Regions from separate parts of the Sus scrofa genome. Here region 1 is linked to region 2. A link is a contact called in public Hi-C data. All regions are on one chromosome and are shown on one strand. Each heading gives the region's core, a stretch centred on a gene start, on an enhancer-like site or on the middle of the called end of the contact. The rest is flanking DNA. Distances are from core to core; before and after follow the strand shown.

The links. A called contact is a pair of places that touch in the nucleus more often than the background predicts.
Region 1: a contact with region 2 is called in a Hi-C map of skeletal muscle, with 5 times the contacts expected there. The contact joins the promoter of ETV6 here to the enhancer-like site in region 2. A contact is called at or near these places in 1 of 5 promoter capture datasets (liver), 10 of 47 Hi-C or Micro-C datasets (alveolar macrophages, embryonic fibroblasts, fibroblasts and 7 more) and 2 of 2 datasets of contacts at active chromatin or transcription factors (alveolar macrophages and skeletal muscle).

The regions. Positions count from the first base shown.
Region 1 is chr5:60,775,447-60,778,191 of Sscrofa11.1, reverse strand. ETV6 (transcription factor ETV6) reads left to right here and starts at 1,400. Exons shown (of 8, transcript XM_005652587.3): 1 at 1,400-1,627. The coding sequence starts at 1,595.
Region 2 is chr5:60,551,992-60,554,691 of Sscrofa11.1, reverse strand. All of the region lies in intron 4 of ETV6 (transcription factor ETV6), which reads left to right. Among named protein-coding and RNA genes, the nearest start is that of BCL2L14, 200 kb to the right of the region's middle. Within about 2 kb of position 1,416, at least 26 of the 83 cell types and tissues checked have an H3K27ac peak or open chromatin away from gene starts, as enhancers often do. A contact at or near this core is called in alveolar macrophages, liver, mesenteric adipose tissue and 4 more, where this site is marked.

The DNA of each region.
Region 1 (2,745 bases), core at 151-2,650, 220 kb before region 2:
TCAACTTTCTGCAGTGGACGCTTGCAAACATTTTCAGAGACTATAAATAACAATAGAAACAGTAGAGTGATCAGAGTACGTGCACTCAAGGCTAGAACCCTCAGCCCGACTGGCTCGAAACCTCCTCTAAGTGTTTTTGTTGTTTCTTTTTTTTCCACCAAATATTCCTCCCCCGGCAGGATCCCGGGGGCATCCTATCCGCCAATGACGGTTTCAGAGCTGTGGTCCCGGGGAGGAGTATTATCTCCAGGCACGCGTCCTGTCAACTCAGTAGTCGAGTCACCTATTTCGGTTGGTAGCGGCCGCTATTTCTTTAAAAGGACAGCGGATTTCGAAACCCGGAGGAAGGGGGGGGGGGTGTCAGGAAAAGGAACTCAACTGCCTTTGATAACTGCCCGGCAGCCTTCCCTTCTCCACAACGCATGCGGGGCTGGGGCAGCGCCCGCGGCGGCCGCATCCCCGGCAAGCGCGCCTCCCCTTTTCGGGGCGCCCACCTTCGCGGGGATTCCCCGGCCCACGGGGCTCGGCGTCTGCGGGCGGCCTCCCGGCTTTGTCTCCAGCGTCGCGCTCCGGCGCTCGCTCGCTAGCCCCTTTTCCCCGGTGCGGGCTGTAACCCGATCTCCCATTTCCTGGTGGATTCTCTTAAAGAGGCCGCGGTCGAGAAGCAGAACAAAGGCTATTGTTTTATTTCCTCCTTCGGATTCCGCGTCCTTACCGGAATGCCCTTTCCTATATAATTATTTTCATTGCGTCTCCGCTCGGCGGGGAAAAAATACAAAAAAACCCTTGTGCCTTCCAAAGTATCCGAGAGACGGAGCTCGGGGAGGGGGGGCGCTTAATAAAACCTGTTTTGAGGTTTCTGGGGCCCCGATGGAACCTTTCTTGGCGTGTCTTCCACGAGCCTGGCGCGGCCCGGCCCAGCCTGGGAAGCCCAGCGCTGGCCGGAGGGGGCTGCGCCGCCCGCCTCGTTAGCCACCGCGGCCTCACGCGGCCCCGCTCCCCCGGGATCCTCCGCCCGCGCCCCCGCCGCTGCCGCCGCCCCTCCCCCAGCGCGGCTTTTATTTCCCCGATGCCGGCCTGTAACCCGAGCTTTTATTTCCTGGTGGCTCCTTTAAGAGGCAGAGCTCAGTGCTGGGAATTCACGTCAGTTTCTGCACTGAAACTCTCAAGATCAATGAGCAAAGAGCTTTCTCAGTTCTGCCTTTCAGTTTCTCTCTTCCAGGAAGGAAAACATTCGAGAGAACTAGCGAGGGAGAGCGGCGGGAGGGCGGGGGGCGGGGGCGCCGGCCCGGGTGGGAGGAGAGAGCGGGAGGCCGGCCGGGCTGCGCCCCGGGTCGCCGTGCCGCGCCGCGACCTGCAGACCCCGCCGCCGCGCCGCCCGGCTCCCACGCCCCCGCCGCCCCGCGCGGCGACTCCGCCGGCGCCCCGCCCCGCCCCGCGCGCTCGCGGCCCCCCGGGGCGGCCGCCGGGAGAGATGCTGCAAGAAACTTCTTAAATGACCGCGTCCGGCTGGCCGTGGAGCGTTTCTGGGTTGGGGAGAGGAAAGGAAAGTGGAAAAAAACTGAGAACTTCCTGATCTCTCTCGCTGTGAGACATGTCTGAGACTCCTGCTCAGTGTAGCATTAAGGTAAAGATCTTCTCCCCCTCCCTCTCCGGGGTGGAAAACCTTGAGCTGCACTGGCCCGGCCAGTCCTGCTGGGCTCTCCAGTTCCGAGGGGGCTGCTGCAGTCGCTCTGTTCGCAGGAAATTATTTGGGGCGCCGGGGAAGGAGATGCAGCTCGCGGCGGCTGCCGTACCCTTTAGCGTAACCTTGCTACTCCCCCCTCCCGCCGAGCCCCCTGCCGGCTCCTGCGCCCCCACCCCACCCCCTTTCTTTTTGACGGTGAAATGCCCGTCACCATCGGTCAGGAGGATCCCGAGTGGTGTCTAGGACCGTAAAACAGCCCCGTAATTAGTGCTCTTTTTAAAAAACCTGCTCCCTGCTCCTACTCCCAACATGTGACCAAAATGTAACTTTTGTTCCCGAGGGGTGGTCTCCTTAGAAAAAAAAGTTCTCCAGCCCCATTGGGGTTGGAATCATTTCTTTAAAAAAAAAAAAAAGAAAGAAAGAAAGAAAGAAAGGCTCCCGGAGTCTGATCAGACAGATTCCTCCCCCCACCCCCAACCCCGATTGTAATTGCAAGCGCTTGTGGAAGAGACAGTCGTGGTGTCAGCTTTTCCTGGGCATTGCACAATGAATTTCTTTCTTTTTGTTTGTTTGTTTGTTTCTTTTTTTAAACCAAGGTGAATAAAGTTGCTGAATGGTTGTTTTACTCGGATGCATCTGAAAGTTGAGCAATCCCAAAGTAAAAAACTCCTGCGATGCAGGGAGAGAGAATTATTTAAGTGACCAGGAAAAATGACCTTCCCGGTTTGACAGTGCAGAGAGGATATCTAAGCGTAGAAATCTCCCGGCTTTCTGGCCATGGTTTGCAGTATTGTAAGTGCAGGAGGGTGGAGGATGTTTGCAAACACAGTACTTAGCTTCCAAGTGGTTGTATTTGTGCATTTATATATGTGTATGTGTGTGTCTGTAAAGGCTAGTGGTGCTGCGGTTTGTTGCTTCTAAAAAGTTGCCGTAAAGTTTGCCACCGTGAGGAGGCAGAATGATTTATCCATCTCCCCCAGTTATTTTTGCCATTGCTGCTTTTGTTGTACACTTTCATTTCACTGTCCCATGTACCCAGATGGAAAAGCCTTGCTGCT
Region 2 (2,700 bases), core at 167-2,666:
GGGGGTGACAGAACCCGAGTATGTATATGAAATCTGTTTTGAATTCCATCTCAAAACTCGGAGCAGGAGTTCCGTTTTGGCTCATCGGTTAATGAATCCAACTAGCATCCATGAGGTTGCGGGTTCGATCACTGGCCTCGATCAGTGGGTTAAGGATCTGACGTTGCCGTGAGCTGTGGTGTAGACCAGCAGCCACAGTTCCAATTTGACCCCTAGCCTAGGAACCTCCATATGCTGCAGGTGCGGACCTAAAAAGCAAAAAAAAAAAAAAAAAGCCTCGAGCCTTTCATTTTCGTATAGGTCTTTATATCATGCATTGTTCCTACTAAACTGTCTGGGAAATGGTCTCTTTGGTGTTGCGGGGGCATATGGATCACTGAGGATGATGAGTGAGAATTACCTGCTCCCCCCCCACCACTTTCATCTCCCTAACTTCTCTTATCATCATCCATGGGCTTAGAGAAAGCATGAATGGGGAAATGTGATCCTGGGGTGTGAGAGAAACTTGATCTTAGCCTGTGCTCTGCCCTGGAAATTTCCTAGTCAAACCCCAAGACTTTAACCAAAGGCAGAGTTTTGTTTTTTAGGGTCTACTAGTTAATCATTATATATTGTGATTAAATTGGGTCCAAAAAAAAAATTTTTTTTTTGCTTTTGACTATTTAGGGCTGCACCTGTGGCAAAGAGAAGTTCTCAGGTTAGGAGTGGAATCAGAGCTGCAGCTGCCGGCCTACACCCCAGCCACAGCAACGCAGGATCTGAGCCACATCTGTGACCTACACCATAGCTCATGGCAACACCAGATCTCCGACCCACTGAGCAAGGCCAGGGATCGAACCCACATCCTCATGGATACTAGTCGGATATGTCTGCTCCGCCACAACGGGAGCTCCAATTGGGTCAAATGTGGGTGAATTTTGGAGACACTTTTCTAATGAGAAAAGAAGCTGAGAAAAGAAATCAGCCCTTTTTTGTGACCATCACATTCACAGTCCTAATTTGTGGGGGACTCTTTGGTAGTGAGAAGAAGGGCTGGTTTGTATCTAGAAGAGGTCTACAGAGAGAAGGGTTTGGGATCAGAAAGTACTTTCAGAATGAGGTCCCAACCAGACCTGGGTCTTCCCACTGACCGATTACTTGCGGCTTTTCCTCTCTCTTCCTTGTGTGTTTCTCTCCCATATCAAGACCTTCAGACCAAGGGCAATGTGGATTATTTCCCAGTTTTCCAGCTGGGCCGTTCACCAAGAACAAACCCAGACATCAAGGCCAGACCGAAAAAAAAAAAAAAAACTTCTTGTTTTAGACAGAAGACTCCTACATCTGGGGGATTTAATGCACCCACTGTCCTCTCAGTGCACTTCCTGTGTCCGGAGCTTCTCTGCCTGCCGCCTCTGGTCTCATAAGTTTCCATACCCCGCTGCCAACTTATAATAACAGAGGCAGCAGGGCAGCAACGTCAGAATCCACTCCAAACGTGGGCACGTGCTTTGCAACCTGAAACAAAGCTTGGAAGGGCTCAAGGCAGACCTTTCGGCCTTGACAGTGGTTGTGCCCAGACCACCAGGAGCCTGGAATTAAATACCCTTAGATCCAGTTCTCTGCCATTAATGTTATCAGCTTCATCAAGTACTTCCTCTTTCAGTGGTGTCTGCCGAGAAATAAATAAATCAAGCTCCTCCGAGTCCTGTTCCTGCCCAGATCCTGAGTCAGAAGTAAGATCTGAGCTGGATTGTCCAGAGCACTATCTCCCTCCGTCATTGTTCCCAAAATCTAGGCAGGAACAGAGAGTGAAATTTCTCCAGGACATTACATCAGTTCCTCTTTTCCCCTTAGCATGAAAGTTCTTCCTCTCGCAGCCCTCCCCGACTTCCTAAGGCTTGTCCTGAGTGCACACCCATCCACTGAGCCTTGAAACCCAGGACATCAAAGAAAGCCTGCAGGTAACCAGACGACTGGCCACCGCCTGTGTCCGTTTGGAAATTTGTAAGACAGGAAATGGATTCGGGAAATGGGATTTTGAAATACATCGTCTTCATCATCCTTGAGTGTTTTTAAACCTGAATAAGTTTAATGAAAGGGAGACGTTCTGTAAATGGCATTTAGAAGAAAATATATGAAACTTCAAAATGCAGCTGTCTTAAATATGGCTTCCCGTGATCATATTCGGTGACAAATGAGACGTGAACCATGGACAAAAGATAAATTCATTTTTGTGGAGGGCAGAATTGATCCATATTAGCTCTGAAAAGAAAACGTGCCTCATCCCTGAGAGATCACAGATCATGTCTATCATACTAATTATCGCAGCTATTAAATAAGTTAATTCCACGGGCCCAATCGGTACCCTGTAAGTATTTACTTGCACTGAGGTTAAAGTGAGGAAGTTGGTACTTGTCATCCCAACCTGTATCTTGCAAGGTTGAGTACTTTAAATCCCTTTATAAAATTATAATCAGAGATCCTTCACATCTCCTGAAAACGAATAGCACCTCAGTATCATCAGCTATTTTATGAATGTGCACATTTTTCCAACAGTCTCATAAGAGTTTTTATAGTTGATTTGAATCACAACCCAAGCAAGTCTGTCTGTACTTTGCAGATGGTTTGATGTGTCTCTTAAGTCTTTCTTTTTTCTTTTTAGGGCCGCACCCTCAGCACATGGAAGTTCACAGGCTAGGTAGCAATCAGAGCTGCAGCTGC